Regions from separate parts of the Mus musculus genome. Here region 1 is linked to region 2. The links are chromatin contacts, called in public HiChIP or PLAC-seq maps. All regions are on one chromosome and are shown on one strand. The core of a region is the stretch at or near the end of the contact, and the rest is flanking DNA. Distances in the headings are between cores, read along the strand shown. Region 1 has its middle 16 kb from the start of Gm35425. Region 2 has its middle 10 kb from the start of Gm38509.

What was found. HiChIP or PLAC-seq counts read pairs in DNA pulled down with a chosen protein or histone mark.
Region 1: a contact with region 2 is called in an H3K27ac HiChIP or PLAC-seq map of embryonic stem cells, with 2.7 times the contacts expected there. The contact joins two enhancer-like sites. A contact is called at or near these places in 1 of 39 promoter capture datasets (embryonic stem cells), 5 of 484 Hi-C or Micro-C datasets (all in embryonic stem cells), 8 of 115 datasets of contacts at active chromatin or transcription factors (astrocytes and embryonic stem cells) and 1 of 9 other capture datasets (embryonic stem cells).

What each region holds. Positions count from the first base shown.
Region 1 is chr3:35,331,317-35,336,794 of GRCm38.p6, reverse strand. No RefSeq gene overlaps it. Among named protein-coding and RNA genes, the nearest start is that of Gm35425, 16 kb to the right of the region's middle. Within about 2 kb of position 3,669, at least 40 of the 459 cell types and tissues checked have an H3K27ac peak or open chromatin away from gene starts, as enhancers often do. A contact at or near this core is called in embryonic stem cells, where this site is marked.
Region 2 is chr3:34,759,112-34,764,320 of GRCm38.p6, reverse strand. No RefSeq gene overlaps it. Among named protein-coding and RNA genes, the nearest start is that of Gm38509, 10 kb to the left of the region's middle. RefSeq lists enhancers at 1,786-3,298, 5,136-5,209, 1,918-5,209. Within about 2 kb of position 3,015, at least 14 of the 459 cell types and tissues checked have an H3K27ac peak or open chromatin away from gene starts, as enhancers often do. A contact at or near this core is called in embryonic stem cells, where this site is marked.

The sequences.
Region 1 (5,478 bases), core at 2,420-4,919, 570 kb before region 2:
GCCTGTATGTGGGAAATGGTAAATGACAGGTTTGGTACCATCTGGAGCCTCTCTAGTACCCACTAAACAGGGCTAGTAGAATATGTCCTGTGGATAAGATGAATAGAACTTAGTCCATCTTCCTGAACTGTTAGTTACACTCTAAGATTTTAAAGCAACTAGGTAATGTGATTGCAGTACTTAGTGAGGGAAATTTCTTTTATGCTAAAATGAACATAGTCACATCGATGAGAGGAGAGGAGCAGGGATTATTAAGTCAAACTGGAGCATCCAAAGAAATCCTCCTTTGAAGAAAGGAGGGTTCAAACTCAGGCTCTGCCTGCCCGGGCCTTCATGATGAATATCTCATGTTCACATAGGTTCGCTCCTCTTTTTTTGAGACACTCGAGGCTCTCTGATGGATAGTAGCAAAAAAAAAAATTAGTAACGCTGTTTATAATTGTTCCGTTAAATGACATTGTTTGATGTAGGAAGCATACTGTTTGACTTTTTTCCACTGATAAATAATTTAAAATACTTGCTAATAGGTGCTTTAATACAACCAGTCTTGATGTTTATCTACAACCTTCAAACTTTAAGCCAATTTCAATAAGTAATGTTCTCGATTAGAAGTGAGGCACTCCAATGAATGCCAAGGAGGTCTTTGAAATGACGTGAGGGGTCTGTTTTATCCCCATAGGATGGTGACTGTTAACACTCCACTCTCAAATGTGGCGTTGTCATTAGGTACAGAAGCTGATCAGTCTTCCATGCGGCCCTCTCCAAATTCTGGGTGGTCTTGGCAACTATACCACATGAACTGTAACACACAATAGAATGGGTTAGGACTTTTTTTTTTTTTTCTTCCTAGTTTTAATTCTGAATCTTGCAACTCCTGTTGGTTGAAATTGAGTGAAACAATGAAGGCTTAGCTGATGTGTGGAAGCACAGTTCTTCACGAGTTAAGGAGTATAAATATTTCATAGTTTTGTTTTTATATGCGGGTTCTTTATTTACTCAGCCCAGCAAGCTTAGGCTGCAATGAGCATGGGGGTCCGGCGCTGGTTGTCTGCCTGCTTGTTAAAGAACTCTGAGAGAAGAGCAGCTCTAGTACCAGTTTTAGTGCTGACTATAGAGCTGAGAGAACCAGCCCTTAGAAAGTTTTGTTCGGCTGATCTGGAAGAATAGTGTACGGTTCCAGACTGGGTCTGTGGGATTAGGAAGTGGTAGTTGTTAGCCATCCTGTTAGAAACAGCACTCTTTTCAAACGCTGGGACTCAAGTGTTCCATGTATCTTAGGCTTATTTATAAAAACACCTTCAAGTGCCATAAATACAGTAAGCACTCAGAAGTAGCTATGGATTTGAATTTCATAAGAAACACAATTCCTTAGAAGCTTAGAATAGAAGGGGGATGGCCAGCTCTCTAACACTGGCTACATATATTGACTGGAAGGTGGTGATATGTGTGGTTTCTGTAGCTCAGGAAGAAAAAAAAATACCTCAGGAACCATTTTTAATGTCAAGAAAAGTATTCTTTTTGACAAAACTAACTTTGAGTAAATAAATTTAAATGATGGGGGTGGTGATGGTGACGATGACTGATATTTTCAGATATGAGGCCATTCAGAATGACAGGCAAGTTGTCTCTTACTTCTGGTGCATGAGTTGCAAGTCTATACAGAGTTTGGAAATTTCCAAATACAAAATCTGGGCCCACACAAAATTCAGACTGAAAATAAACTACTTTTCTTTCTGGTGCAGACAGTGCCCCCACCCCACCAGCCCAGCTCTCTCGCCCTTCCTTTATATATATATATATATATATTTTTTAATTTATTTATTTTTTGGTCAGTCTACACTCTTTTTCAGATCTGAAATCTTAAGGCTTGTTCTGTTCATCTTGGCCTTCTGTCTCTACCTTCCCTTTGGGGTGCTTTGGTTTCTTGCTGGCTTAGCCTTAATAAGTAATGTCAAGTTGCCCCTCCCTCTCTTCGCTCCCCTTTCTTCTCACCCCTCCTTCCTTCCTTCCTCCTCCTCTACCTCCCCTGGTCCACACTCCCCGCCCCCTTTGGTAGCCCCTGGGATGACACTTCCCATTGATGTGTCTGCCTCATTAACACTGCCGCCTTGGCTCAGTGGTGGGGGCAATCTGTCATGAGAAAACTGAAGAATGCACCCCATTTACATGCTGCTGTGCCAGAATGCAACTTCTTCTCAGCTGTTCTTTCTATAATTTCCCCTTGAGTATTCAACTTTCCCATGAAGTCCTAGAAATCATATTACAGCTCTCCAGCCCCACTGAAACGCTCCCTGTATTAGTTTGACATACTAGCTTCCTTCCCCAGCAACTTCAGAGTTATTTGCAAACAGAACAAATTAGTACATAAAAAACAGGTTTTGTCTCCTATTGTTTTGAAAAATGTAGGGCACAAGAATGAGCAGTGGCTCTTTGAAAGTGCAGGGGTACACATTATAAGTGCAAATGTATATTTATTACACATGTCCCAAAGAGGCCACTGCACTAATAAGTACTAGGCAACCCCTGCTTCCCCCTCATTGCTCCAGCAGAGCACATTTGGTACCCACCACAGAGGACTGGCTAGATGTGGCACTGGGTGTTTCTGTTGCTTCAGGGGCGGGAACTTCTCATATAACTCGCAATCTGCTTTGTAGCTTTTGGAGGAATACAATTTCATAAATGAACAAATTAATTTGGAGCAGATAACCACTTGATGATTAAGTAATGATTCTTATTGCATGGTTTTGTTTTGGTTTTTGGTTTTTGGGTTTTTTGTTTTTTTGGGTTTTTTTGCATTAAAAAGAGACCATTACAACTTTGGGTTACACAAACTGTTACCAAGACAAACATCTCCTAGAAATTATAATGCATATAATGTGCTTTCTGCCCAAGTGACCCTTCACTTCCCCACAGAGAGCTCAATCATTTTATTGCATTTGGATTAACAATTTATTACACACACTGATTATCTTTAGCCTTTTTAAAAAGATGTGTTACTGGTTTTAGTGTCATTATATGCAAATCAAGAGTCTTTACTTCCACATAGTTTTATCATTCTCATTCTAAAAACTGTAGGATTACGTTGTTTATTAGGTCACCTCTGGCCTGTTGTTCATGTGCACTTTTGGGTAAAAAGATGACACCCTTTTCAAAGTGCTTTAGTGATAACTACTTAACATTTTAATTGATTTCATGATCATTTGGAAGAAAAAAGGAATTCAGAATGAGAGAAACAGGAATTAGTCAATTTAAAGCTCACTGAGAACCAAAGCGATGTGAAATAACTTAGAGAAGCCCCTGTTCCAACCCCGAAGGGAAACAAAATTCTTAAACTGCAAACCTCTCATTGTGAGCGTTTCTCTCACAGGGTCCTTAGAGTTACACTGCAAATTTCTTTAGTTATAATTGACTGATTTTTTTTCCCTCCCTGAGGCCGACAGCCCGGATCTCCTGGCCCCACCACCCTCCTTCCAATGCGAGTTCATCTCAAACTGTTGTCTAACCTTCCCCTTAATCCATCTCATCTTGAGCTGATGGGAACTGCTTTCGTTCCTCTTGGGGAGGTAATGAAACAATCTTCTTATTCACTCGGTTCCTCGGGGCCAGCACCGTGCAGCAACAACAACAACAGAAAAAGCAAGCGCGCACCCTGATTAATGGCTGCTAATTAGCAATGTTAATGACCAGGTGTCCCGGAGCAGGCAGCTCCTCTCAGCAAGGAGCGGGCTCAATGAGGACCCTGCAAATCCTTTCCGTGACCCTTCCCCTCAGGCGGCAGTAAGGAAACTGCTCAGTATTCCCAGGAGAGGCCCAAGCAGGGACCCAGGCTTGGACCCAAGTCCCCAACCTTCCGTCTAGCGGGTCTTCCATGGATTAAAATTAACATTTCTGGCCCCCCAAAATGCACAAAGGTAATGAAGTGAGGCGATACACTCAAACTCTCATTTGTCAGGAGACTTTTTTTCCTCCCCTAAATGGAAGCTGTAGTTACTATTCACAGTTCCGTGTACATCTGTGCGCTGATCAGATATTAGCTCCTCTGTATCTTTTCAGTCTGGGCCTTTATTATTCCCGAGTAACTCATGGGAGGGGACCGTCTTTGCTATTCAGCACAGGTGACTGAATGGCCACAGCTCACCACAGCTGGAATCCTGCTCTGAAAGTGAGGCCATCTTGAAAATCGTTCCCTAGTTAGAACTGCAAATGCTATTAGCTTTGATTTTGGAGTCAGAGAATTATTGTACCTTTGAAACAAATCAACTGAACAAAACCAAGAGCTTTATACAAAGACCCCAAAATTATTTTTTACTAATTAGAGTAGGCTTCTTTTTTTATTGCTGACTAGAAGGTTGAGAAGTGACAAGTCTTTGCAGATAATTAACCATTGACTCTGTTGCCAATTGGTGACAGACTGATTCTGTCTATGAGTTACACAATTATTCATTTTCTCTCACTGCAAAATAACCTGTACTTTTTCTAAGAAGTGTGTGTGTGTGTGTGTGTGTGTGTGTGTGTGTGTGTGTGTGTATGTGTGTGTGTGTTGTTCAGATTGGAAGAAATTCACTGAAATGAAAGAAAGCATATCAAGTCACTTTTTTCTTTCCTCTTTTAAAACATGCTTTTTTTCATATCTATTTAGTTCTACATCTGTCTCTCTCAGGTTAGGAGAGCATCTTGGTTGATTTACAAATACTTTAAATGCGTTGTTAATGGAACTTACATTAGATACTATTGGGATATGTTTCTTTTTTTTTTTAAGAATATACAATTTTCTGGAATACAGCGCTGTTATAAAAGTTACAAACTTCTCATAGATGAGGAAATACAACCCATATACAACAATCCATAAGCGAGACTGAAAATGATTATTGTACGATATTGGGAATGCTGGATATGCCTATAGTGCTCCGATGAGAAGGTAGAGACAAAGATTGCAATTTTGAGGCTAACCTGGAGCTACATAGTTGTAAGATATCAAAACCAAGCTAAAACCTTGGGGATGGAGTTCGTTGGCAAAGTACTTGCCTAGTACTCAAGACCCTGGGCTCTATTTTTTTTTTTTTTTTTTGACACTCAACAATAGTGTGTGGGTGATGTGTGTGTGTGAAAAGTATCCCCTAACACACCAACACACACATACACATTTGTTATGTACAACCTGCTCAGACCCATTGAGAAACCACCAAACCACCATGTTGCCACGTTGCTAGTCATCTTTATATGCGGATACTTTTCACAGTGTTTCAGAAACTGCGTTTGACAATGAATGATCTAGCTCAATGTGTGAGATGCTCTACAATAGCGTATTATGACAGTAACTATTGAAGTAATAACTCTTCATTATCCAGGAATGGGTTGATGGAAATGTCAACAGTGAACCATTTGTGATGAGCGTTCCTAACCCTGAAGGAAATGCACGGGCGCCATCCTGGCTAGCCCTTCCTACACAATGGACTGAGGTTTTGTGGAGGACTGGAT
Region 2 (5,209 bases), core at 1,766-4,265:
GGAGGCAAGAAAATCAGAAGCCCAAAGTCATACTTACCAGCTTAGTGAGTTCAAGGCCAGCCTTGATTACAGAAGATTCTGTCTCGAATCAGTCAGAAACAGTAGCTACACATTTAGTCCGAGCACTGAGCAGACAGAGGTAGACATCTCTGGAAGTCTGAGCCTCCCACCCTACCCTGCCCTTCCACCCCCACCCCCACCCCCCACCCTTCCACCCCCCACCCCCCGCATCTACATATTGAATTCCAGAGGTATATAGGGAGACTCTGTCTCGAACAAACAAATAAAACAAGAAAACACTGAAAGTAAATATAGTCACCTGGTCTACTACTTGGGGAAAACTGTAAAAGACATTAGAAAAATGACTTGTAAAAGTAGATGCCGGGCTGGTGAGATGGCTCAGTGGGTAAGAGCACCCGACTGCTCTTCCGAAGGTCAGGAGTTCAAATCCCAGCAACCACATGGTGGCTCACAACCATCCATAACGAGATCTGACTCCCTCTTCTGGAGTGTCTGAGGACAGCTGCAGTGTACTTACATATAATAAATAAATAAATAAATCTTAAAAAAAAAAAAAAAAAAGTAGATGCCAATGATAGTATTAATTGATGTTAAATGCCCTAAATTTAATAGATACTGCAGTGATGGGGTGGGGGGAACCTCCTTTGGTTTTTTGTTTTTGTTTTTCAAGACAGGGTTTCTCTGTGTAGCCCTGGCTGTCCTGGAACTCACTCTGTAGACCAGGCTGGCCTCGAACTCAGAAATCGGCCTGCCTCTGCCTCCCAAGTGCTGGGATTAAAGGCGTGCGCCACCACGCCCCTCCTTATTCATAGAGAAATTCAAGTATCTAGAGTGGAGTCAAATTTGGTACAACAAAAATAATTATTTTTATTATTTTTATTAAATCAAATTAAACTTATTTTTTAATTAATTATTTTGAGACAAAGGCTCACTGTGTAGCTCTGGCCAGCCTGGGATTCATTATACAGACTGGATTGGCCTTGAACTCAGGCACATTGCCTGCCTTTGTCTCCCGAATGCTGAGACTAAAGACACGTTCTACCACACACAGCGTGTATATGTGTGTGTGTGTGTGTGTGTGTGTGTGTGTGTGTGTGTGTGTGAGAGAGAGAGAGAGAGAGAGAGAGAGAGAGAGAGCATGTGTGTGTGTGTGTGTGTGTGAGAGAGAGAGAGACAGCATGTGTGTATGTGTGTGTGTGAAACATAGCTTATGTGTGTGTGTGAGAGAGAGACTGTGTGTGTGTGAGAGAGACAGCATGTGTGTATGTGTGTGTGTGTGTGACATAGCTTGTGTGTGTGTGAGAGAGAGAGAGACAGCTTGTGTGTGTGTGCATGTGTGTGTGTGTGTATAGGTGCCCACAGAGGCCAGAGGGTATCAGATTCCCCTGAAGCTGGAATGTTAGGGGGCTGTGGACCACCCAACCTGGATGCTGGGAACTGAAGTCTGTCTGGTCCACTGAAGGAGAAGCAAGCACTCTTGACCACTGGCCCATCTCCCCAAACCCAAAACATGGTATTTAATAGAAACAGCACTTGCTTGTAATCTAGCTCCTAGAAGGCTGGGGCTAGGGGATTCCAGATTCAAAGCCTCCAAGAACTACCTGATGAGCATTCTGCCAACTAGAGCTCAACCTTGGCCTTGTTTTGGTTTTAAATCAGGGTCTTGCTGAAGAGAACTAACCTGGAACTCATTGCAATCCTCCTGCCTCAGCCTCCTAAGTGCTGAGATGACAGTCTGGTACTATACTGTTAGTGTCAAAAATACCTCATCTGCAAAATCTCTGGCCCACATGGAGACCTGACATATATTCTGCTTAAACGGGGTGAATCTGGCCCAGGGCCTGCCCCTAGGACAGCAGGCACACTTTGAGCAATGCTAAGAGTTAGGAGGAATATTTTAGCCTTTTGTTTTGGCATTTGTGTTTGGTTTGGTTTGGTTTGGTTGTTGGTTTTGGTCTTGGTTATTGTATTTGTCTTTTGAGACGGTTTCTCTGTGCATCCCTGACTGTTCTCGAACACTCTGTAGGCCAGAGATCTACTTGTCTCTGCCTCCTGAGTGCCGGGATTAAAGGCTTAAGCCACTATTGCCCTGCACAGAATATTTAGTTCTTCAATGAGATATTAAACTTGTACCTTCCCAGAATCCTTGCCCCTAATGCAGCAGCTTACAGCCATAGAGGGTTCTAAGTCTGGTCATTTGTGACTTTTCTTTTTTTTTTTTTTTTTTTTTTTTCTTCTTTTTTCTATCTTTTAAGGAAGCATCCTAGGGCAGGGCGTAGTGGCGCACGCCTTTAATCCCAGCACTCAGGAGGCAGAGACAGGCAGATTTCTGAGGCCTGGTCTACAGTGTGAGTTCCAGGACAGCCAGGGCTACACAGAGAAACCCTGTCTCAAAAAAAAAAAAAAAAAAAGAGGATCTGGGTTCAATTCCCAGCACCCACGTGGAGGTTCACAACTGTCTGTAACTCCAGATCCAGAGAATTTGATGCCTTCATATAGACATGCAGGCAAAATACCATTTCATATAAAATATACAAAAACTATTCTTTAAAAAAAAAGAAAGGAAGGGAAGAAGGAAGGAAGGACCGAAGGAAAGAAGGAGGGACGGACGGAAGGAAGGAAGGAAGGAAGGAAGGAAGGAAGGAAGGAAGGAAGGAAGGAAGAAAGGATCCTAGTCACTCATCCCCATGCCCTCCCTTTGGCTCTGGGGCTGCTTGCAGATCAGGTGTCTGACCTCCCCGTCTGTTTCCATGACCTCCCCCTTTGTTTTCTAAGCTCTCCTCCAGCTCCTTCCTCTAGGCAGCTCCAGGGGGTTTACAACTGGCCCATCCCAGGTTCTTTTTTTAAACCCTAATTGTCCTCCACCTTCCATTTGAGTCATTCTTAAATTCTTCTATTAACGAGGTTGAGGTTTCCCTCACACCTGAAGGGTAGAAATCTCTACCAAACCAAGCACAGCCCCAAGGTAGTCAGCTAGGTCTTGCTTCCAGTCAGGGTCACCTTGAAGCCAGAGATAACCTGGTGGTTGAAGGCAGCCTTCCGGTAGGGGTGGAGCGGAGGGACTGCAACTCCCTGCCTTTCATCTCATCTTCTAAACCATCCCAGGGTGCCAACTTTGAAGGGCCACAGTAAAGATTAAATTGTATGTCCCACCTTTATAGCACTCAGGGGGCTGAGGCAGGAGCATCAGGAATCCGAGGCCTTAGCTACGAAACAGGTTCGAGACCAGCTGCAGTTACAAGAAACCCTCTCTCAATTTCAATGTCCTGTACCCCACCAAAATAAAAGATTAAGCAGTGTGATATACAAGCCTCTAAGACACACATAAAATGAACCTTATTGCTTATTGAAACTGGGTCTTATTATACAGCCAAGGCTAGCCCAGCACAAAATAAAATTTAAGATGGAAATTGAGGAGTTGAAAAGATGGCTCAGTGGTTAAGAGCACTGGCTGCTCTTGCAGAGGACCTGGGTTCTGGTCCCAGCATGTGCATAGAGGCTCACAACCATCTGTAACTCTAGCTCCAGAGGGCCTGATGCCCTCCTCTGGCCTCCATTAGCACCAGGCATGCACATGGTGCACAGACATACAAACAGGCAAAATATTCATACTCATAAAATAAATAATAAGACATATCAATGACTAGGCGTGGTGATGCCTTTAATCCCGGAATTTAGAAGTCAGAATAGGAGACCTGCAGGGTCTACATAGTGAGTTCAAGGTCAGCCAAGACCTTGTTTACGTGTTAGTGGAATTCTCTTCAGGGTCTCAGCTCAGCAGGAGAGGAGTCTTTGCCCAAGCTGTCAGTCAAATGAGCAGGGAGCCAAGTGAGAGAGAAGGGAAGAGAGGAGCTACAAAGGGAGAGTCTGGGGAGGGGGGGTAGGGGTGGTAAATTCCTAGCAAAGTTTTGTCAAAGGGCAAGCTAGCCACTGAGAGTTGTCTGAGAATGCAGCCCCCTCCTCATCTGGCTCGGAAAGCTGGGTGTGGTGGTATGCATGGGCAACCCCAGCTCCACGAAAATGGATGCAAGAAGATCATGAGTTCAAAGTCAGCTTCGGGCCACTTAGTGAGTTTGCAGTCTGCCTGGGTTCCTTGAGCCCTATTTCAAAAGAAAAGAGAAGACCCTCAGGCCTGGTGAAGTATCTGACGCACAGAAGAAAAAGCGCGGCAGGTCAACTAGCCGCCAGCAGGAGGCGGTGTGGCAAAGCGGACTGAGCCTCAGTAAGCCAGATCCACAGAAAGGGTCGCCGCGCGCGGCTCCAGGGAGGGGTTCTCCCACGTCCCTGTGATCAGTTCTCAACACTGCAAACAAAGTGCACAAAGGCTTGTTTTGTTAGCGGAAACTGCGGTGAGCAGGCAGAAAGACAGAAACACCAAAGATAGTTCCTGCATCTGCGCATCCTGGAAAAAGTAGGAAAATAAATTGGGCCCACATGCTGGGCACAGCAGCCACTTGGGCAAGAGATCAGGAAACCCCGGGCCTGCACGAACCACTTATTGAGACCCTGCCTTACACAGCAAGAAACTTATATAACGAATGGGGATGCCACTCACTGGTGGTGTGTTGGCTTAGCACGCTGGAGGCCTTGGGTTAACCCCCAGAACCACAGTTCATGGCATGGGCTCACCTGGCAGAATACATTCGCAGTACTCCTCACACGCTGTCAGTCTCTCTTACCACTTTACCCTCCCAACCCTGTTCAGTACTGTGTCCAGTAAATATGTATCTGTTGAACGAATTAATGAATGAATGAACGAATGAGTGAGTGAGTGAAAACAATCTTGGATATGGTAGTGCTTGCTTGTCATCCCAGTACTCAAGAAGATGGAGCAAGAGGATTACCGTGAGTTCGAGGTAGGCTGGGCTTCAATAGTGAGCTCAAGGCCAGTAAAGCCCTTAATACAGTGGATGGGACGGGTCATGGTGACACACACCTTTAATTCCAGCACTGGATATTAAATAATTGAGGCCATGCTAGTCTACAGATTGAGTTCCAGGACAGGCCGGGATGCACAGAGAAACCCTGTCTTGAAAACACCCCCAAAAAATCAATCCAGTAGATGGAATAAAGTATTTTGTGAATGATCTCAAACTCCTGATTGTCAAGGTTCCCCTGGCATGAATGGTCTTTATTGTTAATAATAGTTCTTCTCGTGATCAAATATATACCTAAATGATCTTAGTTC